2 separate regions of the Mus musculus genome follow, and region 1 is linked to region 2. Evidence: chromatin contacts called from public HiChIP or PLAC-seq data. All regions are on one chromosome and are shown on one strand. Each heading gives the region's core, a stretch centred on a gene start, on an enhancer-like site or on the middle of the called end of the contact. The rest is flanking DNA. Distances are from core to core; before and after follow the strand shown.

Region 1 (6,141 bases), core at 1,866-4,365, 550 kb before region 2:
AAGATGCCTGCAGGGACAGAGCCTGCTTTTTTTGGTTTGTGGTCCTTTCAAGATTCTGTGGTCAGGACGATGCTGCAATTCTTGCTGTGGAACTAGAATGGATTTTCTCCTTTTAGCAATCGTAACTAAGCCACTTCCCGTTGTGTTTACGGGCAGATGAACCGAGGACAGTAGATGAGGCAAAAATAAACGCAGGTGGCCTCCCTTTATACGTGGAATTTGCTGACTAAGTGCTTTTGTGGCTAAGCACTAACAGAGATTAAGACAGCGTCCTCATTAAAAGGAGACAACCACCTTTTAATCCCCAGATCTGGGGAGGTAGAGGCAGGCTGACCTCTGTGAGTCTGAGGACAGCTTGGTCTATGTAGTGAGACCTAGTCAAAAAGAAAAGAAAAAGAAAGCAAGCAAGCCAAGTGGCCATGGTAGTTCCTGCCTATCATGCGACCCAGAATGCTTGCCGCTCTTCCCGCTCTTCCCGAGGCCCAGGGTTTGGCTCCCAGCGTGCACATGGCTCCCGGGTGGGTGCCTACAGCTCCAGGTTCAGGTGAACTGGCACCCTCCTCTGGCCTCCTCAGCCACCTACATGCATATTTGCAAACGCACACATTCACGTACACATAAATAAAAGTTAAGTAAATGTAAAATACATATAATAAAACCCTAAGAGCTGGAGATGTAGCTTAGTGGTAAGGTGATTGCCTAGCAAACCCAAGGTCCTGGATCCAAATGCCCAGGATCAGAAAAGCCTAAAGACAGCCTGCCTTTTGTATCCAAAGAGAATATGCAGGCACCAGGCTAGTGCTGGCGAGTCAGGGGAATGCAGAGGCTAGGTTTCTGCTGGCCGGAGAATGGGCAGCCAGCAGACTGCCCGTCTCCCAGAGTGGAGAGTGGTAAGCAGATGAGAGCCGCTGAAGGCTTATGTTTGTAAACTCATTCTGTTTTCCTGCGCCCACAGGCTTTTGGCTTCAACCCTCAGGACAATTACGTCTCCAAGTCTGCAGTGGTGTTTGGGGGTTTCTACCTTTTCTTTTTCACAGAAAAGATCCTGAAGATGCTCTTGAAGCAGAAAAACGAGGTGAGGCCCAGTTGTTAATGATGACCTATCCAGTGGAAAACCCTAACCTCGAAAACAAAAGTGCTGACGTGGGTCGGTGGGGTGTAGCAGCGCGTGACGGCGCTTGCAGAGCAAGCCTGGCATTCTCTCTATAGAGGACAGTAAAGAGGTTTGGTTACAAGCATCCAGGAACAGCTCTGACTGGTGTAGCTCCTGTATAAGAGGCCTCCTGTCGCTGGCATGGGGTCACTGCCTGTTAGAGTTGAATGAAGTGGCCATCTTAAAAGAGCAACCTAAGAACTTAGAGTAGTGGTCACCTCACTGGATTGGGTGACAGCAGGAGACTTCTTTGCCTACTAGAAAGTCCCTGTCTTTGTATGTGTTGCCACCGGCTATACCAATTTCTCTACGTCCCTGTGTGTGACCTGCTCAGTTTCCTTGGATATAGGAATAAGCTCTTCCCCAGCCTTGGCGTGCTTCCTCCAAGTGGTGGGCGCCGGGCTGGGCTGGGCTGGGCTGGGCTGGGCTGGGCTGGGCTGGGCTGGGCTGGGCTGGGCTGGGCTGGCAGTTTTGATCAGTAACACTGCTCACTCTTCCTACCCTAGCACCATCACGGGCATAACCATTTTACCTCCGAGACACTTCCTTCCAAGAAGGACCAGGAGGAGGGTGTGACCGAGAAGCTACAGAACGGGGACCTGGATCACATGATCCCTCAGCACTGCAACAGCGAGCTGGATGGCAAGGCGCCTGGCACGGACGAGAAGGTCATTGTCAACTCCATGTCTGTGCAGGTCAGCAGCCCTGAGTGCCCCCGGGGAAGCCTCGACACAGAAGCCACGCCTTTGTGAGTCAGGCTCTCCGGAGGTCACTCTGTAACCTGAAGTCCACTGGTGTGTCCTTTCTCATAGGACCTGCAGGCATCCCAGAGTGCTTGCTACTGGCTCAAGGGGGTCCGCTACTCTGATATCGGGACCTTGGCCTGGATGATCACCCTGAGCGATGGGCTCCACAATTTCATCGATGGCCTGGCTATTGGTGCCTCCTTCACTGTGTCTGTCTTCCAAGGCATCAGCACGTCAGTGGCCATTCTCTGTGAGGAATTCCCTCATGAGCTGGGTGAGTGCTTAGTCCCTGTCCCCGTGTTCCAGCTGTCTCAGTTTTTGTCTGAGACACCGAGACACCCTTCTTGCATCACATCCCTGCTGCTCCTCCCACCTCCACCACAGCACTCACTGAATTAACGCCCTGTCTCGCTAACTCTGGAATTATAACAGTGGAGCATAGCTTAGAACTATAGAGGTTCTTACAGGGAGATTTTTATCCCATGAGCCCTGTGTCCTGTGGCTTAATTTTCCCACCTGTATAGCATGATTAATACCTACACCTGCCTTTTAGAATCATCAAGGGGATTATAGGCAAACAAATGTTGAAAAGGACTTGCCAGGTGCCACACAGTATTGTGGCTACTCAGTAAAGATCCCCTCTTTATGTCCTGCATCCTGTAGAAGCTAGAAAGCATGTCATGTGAATGAAGCAGAAAAGCCAGCGCCTAGGGGTGCGTGTAGTTTTATCAAGGGAGTCTAAGAAGCCATGACTCAGGACCCAGTGACAACACGGGCTCCTAACTTTGGCATTTATTGGCTTGAGCACTAATTTCTCCCTCTCTCAAGTCTGGTCCTGACCGTGCCATCCGTTAGGAGACAGGGAGCTATTTTCATTTCACCATCAGTCAAAAAAGAAGTGAGGATGTTGCTGGTTGGTTATAGACATTTAAAGTCCTGTGGATTATTTTCAGCCTCTGTGTGGGGAGCGATGAGGCCGGTGCTGGTTGCTTATGTTCTTCCAGAAGTCTATGAGGGCTTTGCAGCCTCTGTGCTGCGAGGTCATGGCCAGGATTGGAAGATGGGTGTGCCTTTATCCCAATACCACCTGAGAATGAGATTTTCACCCGCACATGCTTCACCCGTAGCTGAAGCAGTCCCATTCATTAGTGTCGTGCGTCCTGACTCAGCCCGCTTCCTGTTCTCATGCCATTGCAGGAGACTTCGTCATCCTGCTCAATGCTGGCATGAGCATCCAGCAGGCTCTCTTCTTCAACTTCCTCTCTGCCTGCTGCTGCTATTTGGGTCTGGCCTTTGGCATCCTGGCTGGCAGCCACTTCTCTGCAAACTGGATTTTTGCACTGGCTGGAGGAATGTTCTTGTATATTGCCCTAGCCGATATGGTAAGTGCTGTGGTTTCTGGTTGCCTCTTGGACAGGAGGGCAGCTAAAGGCCACACGTTCGGGTGTGTTTGGTTTTTAATTCTTTACATTGATATGTGTGTAGATGCGTGATAATTCTCATGGGAAACAACTTGTGGGACTTGGTTCTCTTTATGTCATGGGTTCCTAAGATGGGACTAGGCACCTAATGCTCTGTCACACGGAGCCATCTTGTCAGCCCAAGATTTTGTTTTTTGTATTGGCTTTATTGAAGTCTCTTTCACACTCAACCCAATTCACTGATTTTAAGAAGTAACAATTCAGGGTTAGAGAGATGGCTCAGCTGTTAAGAGCACTGGCTGCTCTTGAAGAGAACCCAGGTTTGATTCCTAGCTACAGTCCCAGGGGATCCTACTTCTTGTGTTCCACAAGGGCCCAAGCATCCATGTGGTACACAGACATACAGGCAGCTAAAGCACCTACATATAGCATACACGCATCGAATAAATTTTTTAAATCTAAAATGATATAATAATCTGACCTTTTCAATGCAGCATTCGGGGTTTTTGTTTGGGTTTGCATGAGACAAGAGTCTCACTCTGTAGCCCAGGCTGGTCTCAAAGTCATTGCAGCCCTGCCCCTACCCACCAGATGTTGGGCAGACAGGTGTAAACTACTATACCCAGAAGTCATTGGGTTTTAAAGGGAGAACTTTGGTCTCTCTATTAGCATTTCACTATAGAAAATTGACCATACTCAGGCTAGGGTCCTTATTTCAGTTTGATGGAAAAGGTGTGCTGTGTAGACAGAAAGAAAAGAGGGAGTGAGAAAGAAAAGGCATCACTTAGACTTTTGTCTACCACAAGTTAATGGTAACCTTATGGATGTCCTTTTAAGTTTTAATTAATAAGTTCATATATAAGTGCTGTATTTATATCATTTACCTCCCCCCAACTCCTGTGGCCCCCACCACCACCTTGCTCCCTCTCAAATGCACAGTCTTTTCTCTCTAATTATTATTGAGAGATATAAGAATACACATATAGGGCTGGCAAGATGGCTCAGCAAGTAAGAGCACTAACTGCTCTTCTGAAGGTCCTGAGTTCAAATCCCAGCAACCACATGGTGGCTCACAACCACCTGTAATGAGACCTGACGCCCTTTTCTGGTGTGTCTGAAGACAGCTACGGTGACTTATGTAATATAATATAATAATATAATATAATAATAATAATAAGTAAACCTTAGGGTCAGAGCAAGCAGGGACTGAGTGAGCGGAGTTGACCAGAATGAGCAGAGGTCCTAAAAAATTCAATTCCCGACAACCACATGAAGGCTCACATCCATCTGTACAGCTACAGTGTACTCATATACATGAAGTAAATAATAATAAAAATCTTTTAAAAAAAAGAATGCACATACACACACACATATATATAATATACAAACTTCCAAGTCCATTTGATGTTGCTCGTCTGTACATATGTACTGGATTCCCAATCAGGGAGCTTATCCCTGAGGAAGACTGGCTTCTCTGCATCTGAGTAGTCACTAACTAATTGTCTATAACTCTTCATTTAGGGGCGGGGCTTTGTGAGGTTTCCCCAGCCCACGCTGACACATCATCTGGTGTCTGCATTGTTTGGGTCTTGTTTAGGCAGCCATATTGTTGAGAGCTACAGAGAATGGTCAAAGATAACACCCTCCCCCCCAGTGACCTCCTTAACTCCAGAAAAGTCCCCAGAACTACCAAAAACATCCTTCCAAAAATACGGTCCACCACTTGAGAACCAGACATCACAGTGATTGGGACAATGTTAACAGAATCTGTAACTCATTTTTTTCTCTTCCTTCTCAGTTCCCTGAGATGAATGAAGTCTGCCAGGAGGATGAGAAGAACGACAGCTTTCTGGTCCCCTTTGTCATCCAGAATCTTGGCCTCCTAACCGGCTTCTCCATTATGCTGGTCCTCACAATGTATTCAGGGCAGATTCAGATCGGGTAGGACCCTGCCATTGGGGAGCCAGTGGCATTGGACATCGGGCTCTGGGCCCCCATCTGGTCCCCGGCCCGAGGACTCAGCATCCACGAAGCATCATGGAAAAGGCAGCTCTTTAAAAACTGGCACAGACTTGTCTGCCTGCATTCAGATGTCATCTGTTTCAAATGCTCTGTCCTAGGAAGAAGCTGCCCTGGGAATCTCTAGGTAGTGCCTCGAACCGTTGTCTCCCGACCCTTTCCACTGATGATTCTGGAGCTGAAACGCCACATGTAGGACACGCCTCCCTTTTCCTTCTGGCCACCCTCCTCCCTTTCTCTTGGAAGAAGCACTGAGAGATGTGGAATCTTTTACAATGTAAAAATGAAGCCAGTGGTCATGGTTTGGTTAGAAGTATCAGTGTGGCTTCCAGCTTTGGGGCCTGTGATTCTAAATGTGTGTACCCAGGATTTCAGGTCGGTCCATTTTGGCATGGGTTCTCATGTTTTTACAGAGAAGAGGGCAGAAGACAAGACTCCTGTGTTTTTCAGTCTGTTAACTGTTCTCTGAAAAGGCTGACTTTCCGATGAGTATGGCAGGCAGAGGGGCAGGGGATTGCCTGAGTGAGGAGGGGGTAGAACTAGTGATGGATGTCCTGTCTCCTTGGTGCTCGGTTTCCACCAGGATGCTGCGTGCAGGTTGCTTGCAGCATCTGGAGTCACATAATCATCCAGGCGAGCCACTGTGGGCATTCTCTGGCGTGGCAAGAGGTCTGCTAAATCAGTTGTTTTTGCCCTGATCCTCACGCCTTCCTATTGCTTTCTTTTTCTAGTTAACTTTGTAGATGCCTCACGGGGAGCACGGTCAGAGCACATTTAAAGGTTTTTGCATAGGAGGGAAACT
Region 2 (5,945 bases), core at 1,998-4,497:
ATGGTCTCACCCCAGTAACAGAAGCGAAATCAATCCGTGTCTCTGTAACGTTTGGAACACTGAACACACTTAGCCGTGGTGGTAAAGCACTTCAATCCTAGCACGAGCAGAGGCAGGCTGGTCTCTGAGTTAGAGTCCAGCCTGGTCTACAGAGTGAATTTCAGGACAGCCAGGGCTACACAGAGAAACCATGTCTTTAAACACACACACACACACACACACACACACACACACACACACACCTAAACCAACAAAACACAAACAAACAAAAAGAATAGATGACCTCATCTACCCACATCAGTGCATTTTGGTAATTTCACAATCTCAATCAATCAATCTCTCTCTCCACATTTATACACACACATATATATATGTATATACATATATATCTCACATATACACATTATATAATATATACACACATATATACACGTACATATACATGCAGGTGTACTGGTGCCTCTAATCTCTGCACTCAGGAGGTAGAGGCAAGTGGATCTCTGTGAGTTCAAGGCCATCCTGGTCTACATACTGAGTTCCAGGACAGCCAGAACTATGTTGTGAAACCCTGTCTTGAAAAAGCAAACCAATTATAACAAGAGTTTGAATTTCCATATGCTTCAGGCCTCCAGATTTCCAGTATAGAATATCATTGAACAAACATCATCACATTTGCCTCAGTTTACTTCTTAATCCACAACCCCAAACAAAATTTTGTAGGGGGGAAATGCATATTTTCAAAGAAGTAAGTTGCTTAAAACCTGACATAATTCTGTAAGCTTTCTAGTACCAAAATAAAGTATTCGGTTTGTTAAGAACCTGTATCTTCTGATTGGTGGACCTCTGTGAGTTCAAGGCCTGCCTGGTCTGCATAGAGAGTTCCAAGACAGCTACAGCTACATAATAGAGACCCTGTCTCAAAAGAAAGAAAAATCTAACTTCTGTCTAATCACCCGAGTTCTCCCCAATTGGCTCAGATGACGCCAGCATTACAAGAAGCAGCTCGAAGCTGCTTGGAGACACTGTGGCCAGCTGGCCTTCTAGGTTCTCAGCACAGATCCCACGAGGCCACAGAGGAGGGAGAGTCCATGAGCAAAAGCTGATGTATCATGGGACATACCTGGAAACTGGATGGGGCTGTAAGTGGCCCATGTGCAACCTGTGAGATCACGACCCCCTCTCCTGGGTGTGCTTGGTCTATACTCCCAGGGTTAGGAGATAGAGCCATAAGTCATTACTCCCTTCTGAGTCCTATGAGACATTCACTGTACAAAACAGCCAGGAGGAGGCAGATGGACAGTGTATAAGGATGTGTTTGTAACTGGGGCTGGCCAGAGCTGGCCAGAAACACAGGCCCAGATTAACAAGACAATGACGTTGCACTCTGCCTTGATTACCCCTAGAAGTCAAATCTATTGCCAAGGTGGAGGTAGGGAGATTTTGTAACCAACACCATGTGTCAGCTGTTCTCAGGGGTTACCTAAGACCATAGGAAATACCAGATATTTCCACAGCAATTCATAATAGTAGCAAAATTTCAGTTGTGATTGAAAACAATGTGGGGATCACCACAACATGAGGAACTGTATTAAAGGGTGGCAGTGTTAGGAAGGTGGAGAACCAAGGCCATAGGCCATGCTGCATTCCTTCCCTTTGGCGGACCTGGCATGCTGTCTTCCAGTTCCAGCCATGCGCTGATGAATGGTAGAATTCCTTCTCTTTACAGGGTGGACAGGAGCCAAATTACCTTTAAACACCAATTTTGATGATCTGAGTCTGTGCCTGAGAGTAAGACTTCTGGCTATTCAGGAGTTCTATTTTCCACTTTGTGCAGAGCCTCCACAGTTGTCCTAATTTACATCCCCAGCACTGGTGTATAATCACCCCTCCCCCACAGCACCATTTCCCATCTTCCTCTCCCATAATCACCACAAGTGCCACACACCCTTTTAAAATGTTTCTGAAACATCTGGATACTATTGTTAATCTGTTACTTTGAAATTGCTTGCTACATCTACATAGTAAATATGATTGTGTTTCACACACTGGTCAGATCGTGTATGATCTTGTTATATTTGTATATTATATATAATGTATATATAGATTATGACCTAGTTATAGATTAGAGTTTGCTTGGTTAGAGTTACCCCCAAGATATTTTATATTACTTGAAGCTATTGTAAAAGTGTTATTTCTTTCTTGGTCCATTTGTCATTTGTAGATAGATGGACTACAGATTTTCATGCGTAATTTTATTTCCTGCTATTTTGATGAAAGTATTTACCAGCTATGGGAGTTTTCTGGAGGAATTTTTAGGGTGACATATGCATACTATCATATCATTTGCAAATAGATACTTTCACTTCTTCCTTTCCAATTTGTATCCCCTTGATCTCCTTCAGTTGCCTTATTGCTCTAGCTAAGACTTGAAGGTCTATATTAAATAGGTATGAGAAGAGTAGACAATCTTGCCTTGTTCCTAATTTTAGTGGAATTGTTTTGAGTTTCTCTCCATTTGCATTGATGTTGGCTATGGGCTCGCTGAACTGTCTTTATTTTGTTGAGGTATTTGATGGTGTCCTCATATTGCTGTCCTCTCCAGGACCTTTATAATGAAGAGGTGTTGCATTTTGTCAAAGGCCTTTCCTGCATGTAATGAAACAATCATATGTTTTGGGTATTTTTTTTTGTCTTTTGGCTTTTTATATGGTAAATTACGTTTATTGATTTCTGTATGTTGAACCATCCTTGCATCTCTGGGATGAAGCCTACTTGATCATGGTGGATGATCTTTTTATGTGTTCTTGGGCTTAGTTTGAAAGTATTTGAGTATTTTTGCATCTATGTTCCCAAAGGAAATTGTTCTGCAATTCTTTCTTTGTTAGGTCTTTATGTGGTTTATGCACCAGGGTGAAAAGTTCCTTCTGTTTCTATTTGTGAACTAATTTGAGAATTTGAGGAGTATTGGAATTAATTCTTCTTTGAATGTTTGGTAGAATTCTGTGCTAATTCCATCTGGTCCTGGTTTGTTTGTTTGTTTGATGGCTGCTTCTATTTCACCAGAGCTTATCTGATATTGATATAACCTTAATAGGTAGTAGGTGTGGGAAACGGTCCCCAGAGGCTGATATAACCTTAATAGGTAGTAGGTGTGGGAAACGGTCCCCAGAGGCTGAGAAGCCGGAAACCTGCCTCCAGGGTGCGGCCCTGTGAAGGCGGTCCTGACTTGGGCTCCGGCCCGGGAGGGCTGACTTCTGACCGACTGAATAGCCAGGGGGCTGGGCCAGGGCTCCCCAGCCGGGGCTGACTCAAACGTCCCTACAGGCTGCCAGCTTCTGGGAAAACAGCCCCGGGCGCCCAGCCCGGAGTCGCCGGCCCTCGGAGACGTCAGGTGGTGCGGGAAGGCATTGGCCAATGGCAGGATGTGGTAGCATGCGACATCGGCCCCAGAGCGCACCTATCAGACGCCCGCCCCCCACCCTGAACTCGCAGGATGAAGAACAGGAATTTGAGTCCAGTGGGGATGGAGCTACTGTCTTCATCCTCTGTGAGCAATGCCCTGCCAGGCTCAGGAAGTCACCTGGGTTTGGCTGCCTCTTCTTCTCACAGTGCCATCCCTACCCCAGGACTTCCAGTGGCAATTCCAAACCTGGGGTCTGTCCCTGAGCTCTCTGCCTTCTGCCTTGTCTCTGATGCTCCCCGTGGGTAATGTGTGGTTTACCTGAAAGAAACTATACCCTACTTCCACCACCTTACCCTCACCTAGAAAGCAGATACTTCAGAACCATTCTACCTGGCATTTTATCTTATTTAGCTGACAGACCACCTCCTCAGTATATCCATCCCAACTCTATAAATGTTGATGGAAATACAGCATTATGTATCACCAACAACCCTTCAGCACTAGATCTCTATCAGGCCAATGGAAGTGTTGGATTAGAACTAGACATTGTTTCAATAGACTCTCACTCTGTAAACACACATGGTACCCACAGTCTTCATCCTAATGAAGGCCATGAAGTAGCATTGGACACAACAATCACTATGGAGAATGTTTCTAGGGTTACCAGCCCAATCTCCACAGATGGAATGGCAGAGGAGCTTACAATGGACGGTGTTACAGGAGAGCATTCCCAAATCCCAAGTGGCTCCAGAAGTCATGAGCCTCTCTCTGTGGATTCTGTGAGCAACAGCCTTACAGCAGACACTGTAGGACATGGTGGTGTGATGCCCATTCATGGGAATGGTCTGGAGCTTCCTATGGTCATGGAGACTGACCACATTGCAAACCGGGTCAATGGGATGTCTGACAGTACCCTCAGTGACTCCATCCACACCGTGGCCATGAGCACCAAGTCTGTAGACATGGCACTCTCTACCTCACACAACCTCGACTCCCTAGAATCTGTTTTCCTCCGTGAAGTTGGTCTTAGTCTAGAGCCTGTGACTGTCTCTTCCGTCACGCAGAAGGTTGCCATAGGGACAGGTCATGTAGATGTATCCTCAGACAGCTTGTCTTTTGTACCATCTTCACTGCAAATGGAAGACTCCGATCCAAACAAGGAAAACATGGCCACCTTGTTTGACAATTTGGTTCACTCTTTGTGACTGAGCCTACCCCTCAGATTGCCCTGATCATAGACCAATGACTTTTGTTCCTGACACACCAATAGAGAGCAGAGCAAGACTATCCCCCCTGAAGCAGGTTGTTCTCCGCCAGTCCACTGTAGGAACAGATGTTGGTGTATGGACTGCAGAAACCATTCCTGTGCCGACTTGCTTCGGGCCTCTAATTGGTCAGCAGAGTCACTCCTTGGAAGTAGCGGAGTGGACAGACAAAGGCAGTTAACCATGTCTGGAAGATATACCACGATGGTGTCCTAGAATTCTGCATCATTGCAACTGATAAAAATGTGTGTAATTAGATGATTTGTGTGTGTGTGCGTGCACGCAAAGCTAGGAACCGTGAAGAACAGAATTTGGTGGCCTAGCCCCATGATGGAAAAATCTATCCTCGTACCTCACAAGACATCCCTCCTGAAAGTGAGCTGCTTTTCCATTACAGCCGGAATTATGCTCAACAGGTAAGTGTTCTTGAATACCCAGATGTGTACCTCTGTAACTGTGGCAAGGAGTACAATTCCTAGTCAGAGTTCGCAGCTCATCTGACAAGCCACATCCATAATCATCTCCCTAGCCAGGGCCACAGCAGCAGCCACAGGCCAAGCCACAGCAAGGAAAGGAAGTGTTCTCTATACCCCCAGGCTTTCATCTCTCCTTCCAAACCCCACGTGCACTTAATGGGTCATATGGGGGAACCCCCACAAGTGTGATTTTTGTAGCAAGACTTTTGGTGATCCAAGCAACCTATAGACACACCTCAACATTCATACAGGTCAGAAGAATTATAGGTGTACTTTGTGGGACAAGTCTCTCACGCAGAAGGCTCACCTGGAGTCTCATATGGCCATCCACACGGGTGAGAAGAATCTCAAGTGTGATTCCTGTGACAAGCTGTCCATGCGGAGACAGGGCCTCAAGCAGCCCGTGCTCATCCGCCCGCAAGAACGCCAGACCAAGCGTCCGAAGTGCAATAAACTGTTCTTGAGAACAAACCACTTGAAGAAGCATCTCAATTCTCCCGGAGGAAAACGAGATTATGTCTGCAAACAATGTAGAAAGGTCGATCTAACCAAGTGCCACGTCACTCACCACCTGAAGACCTGCCAAGAGCCTGCCTCCAGGTCCTCAGCACAGGACGAAGATGCGGACAAGAAGATCTCACAGACTCCATGAGGACAGAGGACTGCAGGATGAGCAGTGCTATTTACTCAACAGATGGGTCTCTCTCCACACAGAAATGAGAGGAAAAGGCAACTGCTTCGGATGGAACATACATTTGGGAAAACATAAAACCAAGTCACTGTTGTAATTTTTATATGAAA

The links. HiChIP or PLAC-seq counts read pairs in DNA pulled down with a chosen protein or histone mark.
Region 1: a FOXA1 HiChIP or PLAC-seq map of pancreatic cancer cells shows a contact between it and region 2. The contact joins two enhancer-like sites. A contact is called at or near these places in 1 of 39 promoter capture datasets (pre-B cells) and 2 of 115 datasets of contacts at active chromatin or transcription factors (bone marrow-derived macrophages and pancreatic cancer cells).

What each region holds. Positions count from the first base shown.
Region 1 is chr14:70,305,790-70,311,930 of GRCm38.p6, reverse strand. It overlaps Slc39a14 (solute carrier family 39 (zinc transporter), member 14), which reads left to right. Exons shown (of 10, transcript NM_144808.4): 6 at 956-1,075; 7 at 1,660-1,848; 8 at 1,966-2,173; 9 at 3,097-3,281; 10 at 5,119-6,141. The coding sequence ends at 5,265. Among named protein-coding and RNA genes, the nearest start is that of Ppp3cc, 19 kb to the right of the region's middle. Within about 2 kb of position 3,115, at least 42 of the 459 cell types and tissues checked have an H3K27ac peak or open chromatin away from gene starts, as enhancers often do. A contact at or near this core is called in pancreatic cancer cells, where this site is marked.
Region 2 is chr14:69,761,088-69,767,032 of GRCm38.p6, reverse strand. The region is part of intron 2 of 4930480K23Rik (RIKEN cDNA 4930480K23 gene); the gene reads right to left. It also overlaps the pseudogene Gm17740. Among named protein-coding and RNA genes, the nearest start is that of Tnfrsf10b, 3.4 kb to the left of the region's middle. Within about 2 kb of position 3,247, at least 22 of the 459 cell types and tissues checked have an H3K27ac peak or open chromatin away from gene starts, as enhancers often do. A contact at or near this core is called in pancreatic cancer cells, where this site is marked.